Regions from separate parts of the Sus scrofa genome. Here regions 2 and 3 are each linked to region 1. Evidence: chromatin contacts called from public Hi-C and HiChIP or PLAC-seq data. All regions are on one chromosome and are shown on one strand. The core of a region is the stretch at or near the end of the contact, and the rest is flanking DNA. Distances in the headings are between cores, read along the strand shown.

The links. Hi-C and Micro-C count contacts between places; a contact is called where the count stands out from the background. HiChIP or PLAC-seq counts read pairs in DNA pulled down with a chosen protein or histone mark.
Region 2: a Hi-C map of liver shows a contact between it and region 1, with 2.0 times the contacts expected there. The contact joins two enhancer-like sites. A contact is called at or near these places in 3 of 47 Hi-C or Micro-C datasets (liver and skeletal muscle).
Region 3: a contact with region 1 is called in an H3K27ac HiChIP or PLAC-seq map of skeletal muscle. The contact joins two enhancer-like sites. A contact is called at or near these places in 1 of 5 promoter capture datasets (liver), 2 of 47 Hi-C or Micro-C datasets (liver and skeletal muscle) and 1 of 2 datasets of contacts at active chromatin or transcription factors (skeletal muscle).

What each region holds. Positions count from the first base shown.
Region 1 is chr5:89,787,825-89,791,718 of Sscrofa11.1, forward strand. No RefSeq gene overlaps it. Among named protein-coding and RNA genes, the nearest start is that of NUDT4, 62 kb to the left of the region's middle. Within about 2 kb of position 1,662, at least 11 of the 83 cell types and tissues checked have an H3K27ac peak or open chromatin away from gene starts, as enhancers often do. A contact at or near this core is called in liver and skeletal muscle, where this site is marked.
Region 2 is chr5:90,032,789-90,036,682 of Sscrofa11.1, forward strand. No RefSeq gene overlaps it. Among named protein-coding and RNA genes, the nearest start is that of EEA1, 97 kb to the right of the region's middle. Within about 2 kb of position 1,838, at least 7 of the 83 cell types and tissues checked have an H3K27ac peak or open chromatin away from gene starts, as enhancers often do. A contact at or near this core is called in liver, where this site is marked.
Region 3 is chr5:89,937,197-89,941,090 of Sscrofa11.1, forward strand. No RefSeq gene overlaps it. Among named protein-coding and RNA genes, the nearest start is that of EEA1, 190 kb to the right of the region's middle. Within about 2 kb of position 1,820, at least 3 of the 83 cell types and tissues checked have an H3K27ac peak or open chromatin away from gene starts, as enhancers often do. A contact at or near this core is called in skeletal muscle, where this site is marked.

The sequences.
Region 1 (3,894 bases), core at 412-2,911:
TTTTAATTGTATGGCCTCACCTGTGGCATTTAGAAGTTCCCAGACCAGGAACTGAATCTGAGCTACAGTGCGACCTATGCTATAGCTGCAGCAATGCCTGATCTTTAACCCATTGCACCAGCGGGGATTGAACCCCCCCACCTCCACAGCAACCTGAGCTGCTTTAGTCAGGTTCTTAACCCATTGCGCCATAGTGGGAGCTCCCAGATGGTTTTGTTTGGCTAAAAAATGTGTTCTGTTTAGTTGAATTGGAGTATCTGTGAAGAGTTGGGGAGGCACTCTTCCATTTCTCACAGATTTCACCATTCTCGTTATCTTAATTCAGCTGACTTGTGTCAACTGCCTGGCCGCTGAAGATGGATGTGTTTGTGTATCTTGCAAGGTGGGAAGGGCAACACTTAGTAACACAACCATGCCCGATGCTGGCTGGCATGGTTCCTGTCCCCGGGAGCTCACAGTGAGCACATGAGTTCCAGCATAACCAAGTCTGAATGAACGATATTTACCAAGCACCTGGTCACTGCTCTAAGTTGCAGGGATAAAAGTTGAGAGGAATAAATCAACTGAGGGTACACCAAAAAATACAGGCAACAAACTGTGCCTTGGAGAAGGTTATTTACAAGGAGGTAGGGTACAGGGGAAGAAAAGTAACATTTTTGAGTTAAGACTGGGCCATACATAAGCTTAACCACTGGTCATGTACCATCTCATCTACTCCTCAGAACAGCAATCAAAGCTGGATATTCATTTTTTCAGTGAAGGACTGCTCATAGAACCTGCCCAAGGTCACACATAATGGACAGAGCCAGGATTTGAATTCAGGTCCTTCTGAGTGGGCCCAAGGCCATGGTGTGAACGCTGTGTTTCCCCTCAGGATTAATGGAAGGACGATTCATAGCAGTTGCTTTATTTTTGTTGACTGAGCCTCTCTCCCACCCCCTACCCACTCCTTTCCAAGAGAGTTGTTTTTTAACCCTTATTCCTTTATCTATTAAGATTACAATAATATACTTTCGAAAGCATATAAAATTGCAAATAACTAATGGTTTTTCCACGAAGATACCAGATATAACTAATGGTGAGATAAAGATATATCTATTGACATCTGTTCTAAAGTCATCATGAAATCAAAAGTTGCGCATCTAGGAAATGTTCCTATGGACCTCTCTTCCATGCTCTGTGTATTTTAATTGGCATCATGTGAGTGTCTCTTCCACTTTGACAATTGGCTAGGATCCGAGGGTATTTGGAAGATGGCACTTTGAGTTCACAAGCATTGTGACCTCTTCTAAGAGGAGAGGGAACACAAATGTCAGAGAGAGGCAAGAAAATGTCACATGCTAAATCCATCTTCCTAAGCTCGTTCTTCCCCTAAGGAGGCTAAAGGAAATGTCTCTGTCCCTGGCATCCTGTCTTATCTTTGCTTCCGCCTTGGAGGAGATGTTTATAGACAGTTTGTTGTCTAGGGAATCTGACCAGCCTGCACTGCACTCTGATCCCAGCAGTGATTAGGGCTGTTTGACTATAAGATCTGGAAGGCTCTGGTTCTAGTCTGTAGTAGCCTTTAGCATTGATTCCTTAGTGATAAACAACTGCGCCCCACCCCAAACCTGTGAGTTGGCTTTACCCCTTTCTGTTGCTATCCAAAAGGCCTTTGCTCCACCTCTTTGCTCTGGGCTGCCTTGGGATTGGCTCTTAAATTGAGCAAAGGTCAGGGATCCAGTTGCAACTAAGCTAGCCAGAGGGCGATGACCTTGGTTATGGGCTTTCTCTGCAACATGAGACAATAGCCTTCATTACCACGGGTTTGACTTTCCTCTGCTGTAAGTGTGGGTAAAGGTCCCTGTGGGCTCCTTCAGAGTCCAGGCTCTGGAATCTGACACACCCTAATGTGAATCCTTATTCTGCTACATTCTGGGTGGGTTCACCTGGCACAGTTTACTTAACTGACTCAATTCCATTTCCTCATATGTAAAAATGTATGATAGCAGCAAGGATGTTGTGAGATTTTAATAAGAACAGAAAGCACTTTTATTCTTTTACTAAATGCTATGCACCGTTCTGTGTATTTCACATATACTAAATTAATCGTACAATAACCCTATGAGATAGGTACAATTATTAGCCCCATTTTACAGATGAGGAAACTGAGACAGGGAGAGGTTAAGAAACTTCTCAACATTCTGGAGTTCCTGTCGTGGCTCAGTGGTTAACAAATCCCACTCGGAACCATAAGTTTCCCGTGTTGCTGTGACTGTGGCGTGGGCCGGTGGCTACAGCTCCAATTTGACCTCTAGCCTGGGAACCTTCACATGCCTTGGGAGCGGCCCAAGAAATGGCAAAAAAAGAGACTTCTCAACATTCTATAGCTAGTAATTGCATACCTGAGATATCAAAACAGTATGAATTCAGAGTCCATTCCTGAACACTAGGTTATGCACAAATATGAAACACATGCAAATTTGGAATACAGTAGATGTTCCGTAACTTCTATTTATTAATCCAATTATTGTTATTTTAAATGGTTTTGGTTTTCATGGCTTCCATGAGGAAGTTTAGAAGTGGAGTGAGAAGTTTCCTTTGTGGCTCAGTGGGTTAAAGACCCGACTTAGTCTCTGTGAGGATGTGGGTTCGATTCCTGGGTTTGCTCAGGGGATTAAGGATCAGGCATTGCCACAACTGTGGGGTAGGTTGCAGATGCAGCTCAGATCCATTGTTGTCATGTCTATGGCATAGGCCCCAGCTGCAGCTCCGATTTGACCTCTAGCCTAGGAACCTCCATATGCTGCAGGTGTGGCTGTAAAAAGAAAAAAAGAGTGGAGTGAGACAAGGCATTTGTGTGAAATGATTTTTTTCCCCACACATTTTTCAGCTTGGATGAGTGTATTTTGTCTACATTCAGTTCCTCTGTCTTTTACTAACTTATTAAGCCTTATTTTTTCATCCCCTTTGCAGTTTACTTTTTCCTGATGAACACTAGCTTCTTCTCATGCTAATGTAAGTTGAATATATGTAAAATATTTAGACAGGTGCTTGGCACTGAGTATGTGCTATACAAGGGGAGGCTATGTGGAGGGTCTTTTTAAGGTACGAATATGATTTCACCTGATCCTTCACTTTGACCTTTCCTTGTGGGGATGCGTCTGTCCCCAGGTCATCTAGGAAAAACTGAGACGATATGCAGTTGTTGTACATTGTGTTACCAACTGCCAGGGCAGGAGTTCTTTGAGGGTAGAGATCTAGCTGGATTTCTCTCTCATCGTCAAGGACTACCACACTGACTGGTACAACAAAAAGAAGAATGAACTTGGCAAGACACTGAATTATATTTCTTTGTGCCAAACTCCAAAAAGGAATAAGGCAAAAAGAGATGAGGAACATGTCTTCATTCCCAAACTTGTTATTCTACCTTTTAGGTCCTAGATTTAAGTTATTATTTCATGATACAAGGAGTTAATAATACCCTTCAGGTGACCCTACAGTTAAGCCAACATCACCTTATGCAAATTATCAGTCATGGGAATTATGTCACATTACAGAGAAGACTGGACTAAAGGACTGCAGGTACAATAGCAGAAGACTGATTTTTTTGCTCATTTTGTTTATGTTCCTATAACTATGAAGATTCTATACACAATTTCTTTGTACGCTTATATATAAAATTTATTGAGATTCAACTATAGGCCAGGCATTGTTTTAAAAGCCTTATATGTATTAACTCATTTAATCTTCATGATAGCCCCATGAGGTTGATACATTTATGATCCCCATTTTAGGGATAGATTCACTTCGGCACAGAGAGGAGAGGCAGGCCACCCGAGGACACACAGCTGGTAGGTGGTAGAGGTAGGATCTGAACCGAAGAAATCTGGCTCTGGTATCTTACACATCACA
Region 2 (3,894 bases), core at 588-3,087, 250 kb after region 1:
TTTGCTGAACTTATTTAAAAAGACTTTAGAGTTTCATGAAATGGGAACTGCAAACCCATGGCAGCATTGTAAAGCAGACTGCATTCTCTTCTTAGATCTATTGTTTACTTTTAATTTATTTTACTGTCCAGTTTTATCAGAACTTCCCCTATTTCTTTTGAATACTTAACAAACATGTGCTGCCAGTACTTACTTTCATGGCTGGTTTATCAAGCCATTTTGTGAAGTGTGTCTATAGTGCAAAGAGGTGACTCTTTTGTGGCTCTAGAATCTAGTATAGTTTATTTTTTGTCTGCACCCGTGGCATGTGAAAGTTCTGAGACCAGGGATTGAAACTGCACCACAGCAGTAATGCAAGGCGCAACAGTAGCAATGCTACGTCCTTAACCTCTAGGCCACCAAGGAACTCCCTTAATGTAGTTATTTTATATTCAAATAGCATATATGGAAATTAGGGAACTATTCCTTATGACTGAACTATCATTATGGAACACCAGTTATGTGTTAAGAGTTGATCTTGACAACACACATCATGGCATGTAATTTTTATTTATTTTTTTGTCTTTTTAGGGTCATACCCACAGCTAGGGGTTGGATATGATATGAACTGTTGCTGCCAGCCTATGCCACAGACACAGCAACACAGGATCTGTGACCTGCACCACAGCTCACGGCAACTCCAGATCCTTAACCCAACTGAGCAAAGCCAGGGATCAAATCTGCATCCTCGTGGGTACTAGTCAGATTCATTTCCACTGCCACGATGGGAACTCCATGACATGTCATTTTTATCCTTATGAAAAAGTTGGGAGGAGTTCCCTGGTGGCCTAGAATTTAAGACCCAGCATTGTCACTGCTGTGGCTCAAGTTACTTCTGTGGTTCAGGTTCAGTCCCTGGCCTGGGAACTTCCGAATGCCATGAGTGCAGAAAACAAAAACGAAAACAAAAACAAAACAAAAACAACTGCTGAGAAAGTTTGTACTCCTATAGCAGTTTTACAGATGAGAGAATTAGAGCTTAAGGTCATATAGCTAGAAACTGTACAGGTAGAATTAGAAGCCAGGTCCATTTGAATTCAGAACCTTCCGTGGATTTCAAAAACAAAAGGAGTGGGAGTTCTGACAGAGAAGTAGTTTGGGGTCTAAGGCACAGACCGCAGAGGAGCCAATTGGGAGTGGAGTGATCTGAGTCATCCACAGTGTTAATGACGGCACTGAATTCCAGGGAAAGCAACCACCAGAAATCGAGAGTTTTGCCTATTTCACAATATTGCCTCATGGCCCTGCTTCTGAATATCTACCAAAAATATGTTTGCTTTGGAAGGCAACATGGCACCATCCATCAGCCAGCTGGAGATACCGACCAGGGGTTGAGGTTTTCAGACTGACATTTCATTCACAAAGGACTTGTGCCCTTGGTTCTGCATCCAAGGGGAGAATGGGCCTCATTGGTCTATGGCGGATGCAGCACAGGGTAGGCGTTGAGAGCATGGGCTATGGATTTAGACTTGGTGTCTCTAGTCCCAGAACACAAGTTAACAAACACATGACCTTGGACCAGTGACCTTTGCCTCTCAATTCTCACCTCTAAAATAGGATAACAACGACAGCTACCTCATAGCTGAGTTGTGAAGTTTAAAGAGATGATGTTTGTAAAGCACTGGACACAGAGCCAGGCACTCGGTACATAAGTGTTCACCGCCACTGTCATCACTGGTGTTGCTATTCCAGTGGCTCCACTGGGGAATCAGGAAGGCAAGGCTCTACTGTTTCACTTCCTCTACAGACCTGCATTTCTACTTTCTTCAGAAGATTACACAAGTATTCTGGATTTTGTGTCATGATAGAAAGTCAACAAGAGTATGTGCTTCCTGATGCATCACTAGGCCACATCAGAAATAGGCAGAGAGCGAGAGAGAGTGTCTGCTTGCCGTCCTGGCCTGTGTGTTAGTCACTTATGCTTCTTTTGTGAAAGTAGATTGTCTCTGAGCCGGACTTGAAGCTAAGCTCCCATGTTTCTAAAAATGACAGCAAAAGTCCATTGTCTCATTTGTGCTCATTTTAATTCATGAAGGTGACTGAGTTGTGACATGGAGATGCTGGTACCATTGAAAGAGAAATGTATTCCTGCATTTCCCAAGAGGAGCTGCAATGCCACAAGGGCCACCTAGGGAGCACTGGGTTTGGTCAGGAGGCAGAAAGGGGCCAGAGGAATGCTTAGGCCAGAGCCTTTAATGGGGTCTCTGCAGAAAAGACATGGCAGGGCAGAGTAAACAGCTCAAATGGGCTTATTTGACTAATTCTGGCAGGCTTTGGGTTACAGAGGTGGTCTCTGGTTGTTCAGTACCTGCCTGGGATGATTTAGGGCAGAGAAAATATTGGCTTGGAGTGTGGACAGTTATATAAAGGGGATGCTTGGAGGAAATGGGCTCAGGACTGGTTGGTTTGAGTACAAATGTTGTGTTCATGGATAAGATGTTATCTTTAGGAATTAGCTAGCCCTGAAAGGGATACCTTTCTATCCAGGTCTGCAAGGTCCCCAAAATGTCAAAACATCATTAGATACAGAAAAAACACCATTGATACAACCATTCATCTGGTCCCTACTCTCATTCCCTGGTCCTTCCGGCTTCAGTGTTCTCTGAAAAATGAATGAAGTCATAGGCATCAAGGTCAAGAGCACAGGTCAAGCAATTTTGGGTAAAAAAGCAAATTTTCTATGGTCTGGTAGATGAGACTAAAAGCAGCCTGGCATTGGAATTCCTGTCGTGGCTCAGTGGAAACGAATCTGACTAGGAAGTTGAGGTTGTGGGTTTGATCCCTGGCCTCGCTCAGTGGGTTAAGTATCCGGTGTTGCTGTGAGCTGTGGTGTAGGTCACAGATGCAGTTCAGATCCTGCATTGCTGTGGCTGTGCTGTAGGCTGGCAGCTGTAGCTCGATTAGACCCCTGGTCGGGAACCTCCATATGCTGTTTTTGCAGTCTTAAAAAGAAAAAAAAAAAAAAAAAAAAAGTAGCCTGACATTGTCTCTCAGGTTCTGTGGTGTCACACAATTTACAATCTGTTTATAGCCTGCACAGAGAAAAGGAAAAGAAAGGCAAAGTTTAGAGAAAACCTACTGCAGCCCACCGTACCTTTTGGTATTGCTACCAGGTAGCCAGCAAATTCACATCAGCCCTGAGGCTGCCTGTTGCTGGTTTAGAATCTCCACTTTGCTGTTTTAGAAAGTCTATGTTGTAACTGCAAATTTCACCATATAAGTGAGACAAAGGCAAATACTCCTTAACTCACCTGTACAAGAGCATTCATGGTGTGCATTGTTCACCTTGTCTGCTTTTCTTTTATAGCAGTTATTTTTGCAGCAAGTGTACAAGATTTAAAAGGCTGAATCGAATTTCATAATGTAGTGTTTTAGATCAACACATTATCTGATGCTCGTGTTCCCAAGCCTTGAACGTATTATAGAATTATGTTTCATGTGTCTCCATAATTATTGCCAAATAAACTGGAAACCCAGACTTTGGGCCTATTTTATTGTCACAGACTCATCCTTGATCTCTAAGATGCTGTTTCCATTGCAGTTTATCTTTTTTGGGTGTTCATGGGTGACTTGCTGATACAGGTCATCAGGTTTTTGATATAGAAAAACAAATCTTGGGATCAGAGTATTGACAGGATTGCATTTATTCTCAAGCATGTACAAGAGCCAGTTTCGTTTTTTTCCAACATGACTCTTATACATTGCTTTGATCTTTAATGATCTTCCTAAATATTTATGGAGCACATAGTAAATTGTAAGGGCCTGTTCATATTTTTTTATCGCTTTCACAAGCAGCCAGCTGTATTAGGCATAAGCTGGAAACTAAAATGAATACTTGATTAGGGAATTGTCTTA
Region 3 (3,894 bases), core at 570-3,069, 150 kb after region 1:
TACCTCAAAAAAAAAAAAAAAGATTACTTAAAAATATTTATTAAATCCACTCTGTGCTAGGCATCGTGAGCTCTGTGTTGGAAATAACCAATGAATAAGACACTGTGGTCCCATCCCTCAAAAAAAGCTAACTGTTTAGTTGGATGACATGCAGCAAATAACTCTAAGTGTAACGAATCTTACAAAATGGGAAACACAGGAGGTGAGAGGGCAGTTAGTCTGGTTTGCATTATCTCTCCTGTGTACTAAACATTTAAACCAAGATATTTAAGTATATCTTAAGAAGTAGGAGTTAACTGGGGGAAGAATATTCCTGGTGGAGGGAATGGTACATGCTCATGCATGGAGACGTTTTGCTGCAATAATCTGGTATAACCAATCATCCACACTCTGGCTTAAAACTGTAAGCATTTATTTCTTTCACATGGGTCTGTGGAGCAGCTGCAGCCCAAAAGCAATCACACAAGCACATTTAAGACCTCACGTCATGTTCAGGAAGATTTCATTGGCTAAAGAAAACTGTATGGCCCTGTCCAAAATCCATACAATAGGGAAAATCTTTTACCCACAGTAGGCAGTACTTTGCAGTCACATAACAAAGGATGTGGATGAATAATTTCATATAGGAAAATTTTGTGAACAGTGATTTAAACAACCACCCCTAGATTTTTCAAGGAGCCTGGTGCCAGTGTGGCTCAAATATAGTGAGTGAGATGAGGAGAGATACTGCTGGCTGCTCTTATAACTTGTCCTGGGGAACTTCTTCTGGAGATGAATATGTATGTGTATATAAACTCACTCCAAAAATAAGCTCATCACTCCAAAAGATAATGACTTATCCAACATCTACCTACTTTATTTCTAAAGAGTTGGCCAACGTTGAAATACCATGGTTATTCCGCAGGAGAAATATACTGTTGATTGAATTAAATGTTCCTCTGTTATGCACCAGGGTTGGGTCTCTATGTGACAGAATCACTTTCAGAAGCTATGCCTCAGAGGCGATGAAAACGGTATTTGAGCCCCTGAGCAAACAGCATTAAATATGGTTGCTACTCATTCTCCTGGAATGGAGGTCAGCTATTTTATACACAGTGAATAAGACAAACTAGTCATAAAACGTGAGGAAATGTCTAATTTGACTACTTTATCCCATGAAACACAATCTTCTATTTGGTCACATCATTTTGATAATGTTACAAGAATAGTTGTTTATTTTTATCCATCGCTGTACAGAAACATTCATCTGCTTTACAAGTGCTAATGCCTGAATGAACAGGTGCGCGGACATGAGTTGGCCAAATATAAACCCATACAGTTCATGTGTTTAACAAGCATGGGCATTTTTTTTAAAAGAAGATTCATTCAGTAGAGCCAGCCACTGCATTATTTGCTGTAATGGTCTATTATGCCACAGAAAACTGTATTAGTTTAGGTTGAGGCAATTCCTTTTTTCCTTTTGCTGATAAGAAGAGATTAAGTAAAAATTACTGACTCCATAATAATCCTGTTCAAGAGCCAAATTTTCCCCTTCATTTGCAAAAGCTCAATTTTACAATCTTGAGGATTTAAAATAGAATCTACTAGTCTTTCTGACAATATTTATTCCCCATAAAAATAAGATTTTTGCTAGCTAGCTTACAGTAAATGTCATTATAAATCATGTGCTGTTTCAAAGGAAATCAGTGGTTCTAATAACTCTAATGAATTTGAAGCAGTTCCTTTCCCCCCATTTTGTTCACATTTATGTAGGCCTTCTTATTAGTTACATTACTGTGTTCTATTTTTTCCTTTTTTTTTTTTTCCCCAGGGTTGCACCTGTGGCATATGGAAGTTCCCAGGCTTGGGGATGAATCGGAGCTGCAGCTGCCAGCTGCCAGCCTCAGCCACAGCCACAGCGACGCCAGATCTGAGCTAAGTCTGTGACCTACGCTGTAGCTCATGGCAATGCCAGATTCTTTAACCCACTGAGTGAGGCCAGGGATAGAGCCTGCATCCTCATGGATAGTAGTCAGGTTCTTAACCTGCTGAACCACAATGGGAACTCCACATTATTGTATTTTATTACTCAGTTTGCAAAGCTGCATTTAAAAAAGGCTATAGTTTTCTGGTTTGCTCTTCTGATATACTTTGATTCTTCTTATTTGAGCATCTTTTTGTCTTTATGGGTGTTTTCTTGCTCTTCACCTGGCATTCCTTCAAAGGTCAGTGCAGTGCGTACACACTAGGTAACAGCAACATTTAGAGGCGACTGTCTCTCACACATTCCTTAAGTGGAAATGCAAGTGATAGGAAGGAAAATATCCTAGTTGTCAGAAACAAATGCTGTCCTAATTGCTTCCTGACAGTCTTTTAAAGGGGCTGTGGGAATTATTTGCTTGTGTGTCTGTTGAAATGTCATTCCTTGTATTTAAGGGGCATTGATTTCCGGGAGAGAATCACTGAGGCTTGATTACACATTGCTGGTAGACCAAACTCAGGCTTAATTCATGAGTTCTGTTCACAGGTCTGTCATTTCCCAACAGGCTGTTTTTGCACAATTAAGAAACTGATTTACCTAGTTTTTTCTCCTGAAAAATGGAAATACTACTATTTTTACAGCAGCTTTTAAATGTTAAATGAGTCCAAGCAAATAAAAGTTGTGCTTTGCAATATTAGAAACATCAATTTGATTAATATTTCTCCCCAGTTTCCCTCTGCTCCACAGTATTGACTTGTTCACCTAAACACTCAAACTGAGTGTTTTGCCATTGTATAGGCCCCAAATTTTAATAGAATTACAACCTAAATTAATATGGCTCCATGGTTCTTAAACCTTTAAGATATATTTAGAACCTTTAATATCAGTTGGTACAGCTTTCTTTAAAAATGATAGGATTATATCATATCATCTTTTGCAGGATGATATGAGGTAAATAAAAATTTACTTTGTATATTACTGAATTAAATCATGCAGTTTTACATATTTTGACTAGACCTAAGTTAGCCTGCTGTAATAAGAGAACTTAGAAGACCTGAATATGAATTTTGTTCCTTTCTAATTGCGTGCTCCCCAAACCCAGCTGTACTGAGTTTTGTCTGTGAAATTGGCCAGTAGTTATTCTCCCTATCTTCTTGGGGTGTTTGTAAAATTCAAACAGTGTAATATATATAGGCACTGTTTGAAAACTCTAAAGAACCAGACCATGTGATTTTTAAAAGAGAATTCAGACATGTATTGCTTTCATTGTTCCTGTTTAGTAACCATTGATTGTTAATTGTTGTACATATTGGAGTTCCTGGATCTAATCAACAAAATGAAATAAAGGAAAGGACTTCAGCAAGGATGGTGAATATCTGATCATTTTTTGAAGTTACTAGTTTTTATCAACTTTAGCAAAACCATCTAGAAAATACAATAGAAAATAAGATTCCATTTTCAAACTATAAAGTTTGTAGGAAATAACCTAACAAAGATTTTTCTGAGAAAATTTTAAAACTCAATTACATGTTTTTAAAGAAATGAAAAAATGGAAAGCTGTACCATATCTTTGACATGTAAATACGTCAGTTTCCCTTAAAATTACCTATAAACTCAATGTTAAAATTATGGCAAAGTGTTTTTGAGGACTTCAACCTGCTTATTCTAAATCTATACAAAGGGATAAAGGTTCATGATACATAAGTCAGTTTTGAAAAGGAAGAGCAAAGAGGAGGGATTCACTCTCCTAGATAAAACCAGTGTGGAACTGGTGCAGAAGCAGTCAAATACCCTTAAGAAAAAGAATAGAGCATCAGAGACAGACCCAAGTCTACACAGGAGCCTTTGGGAATAAACATAGCACAATAAATCAGTGGGGAAAGGATGAATTGTCTAAAACCCACTACTTGGTAGTGGGAAAGAGCTTATTATAC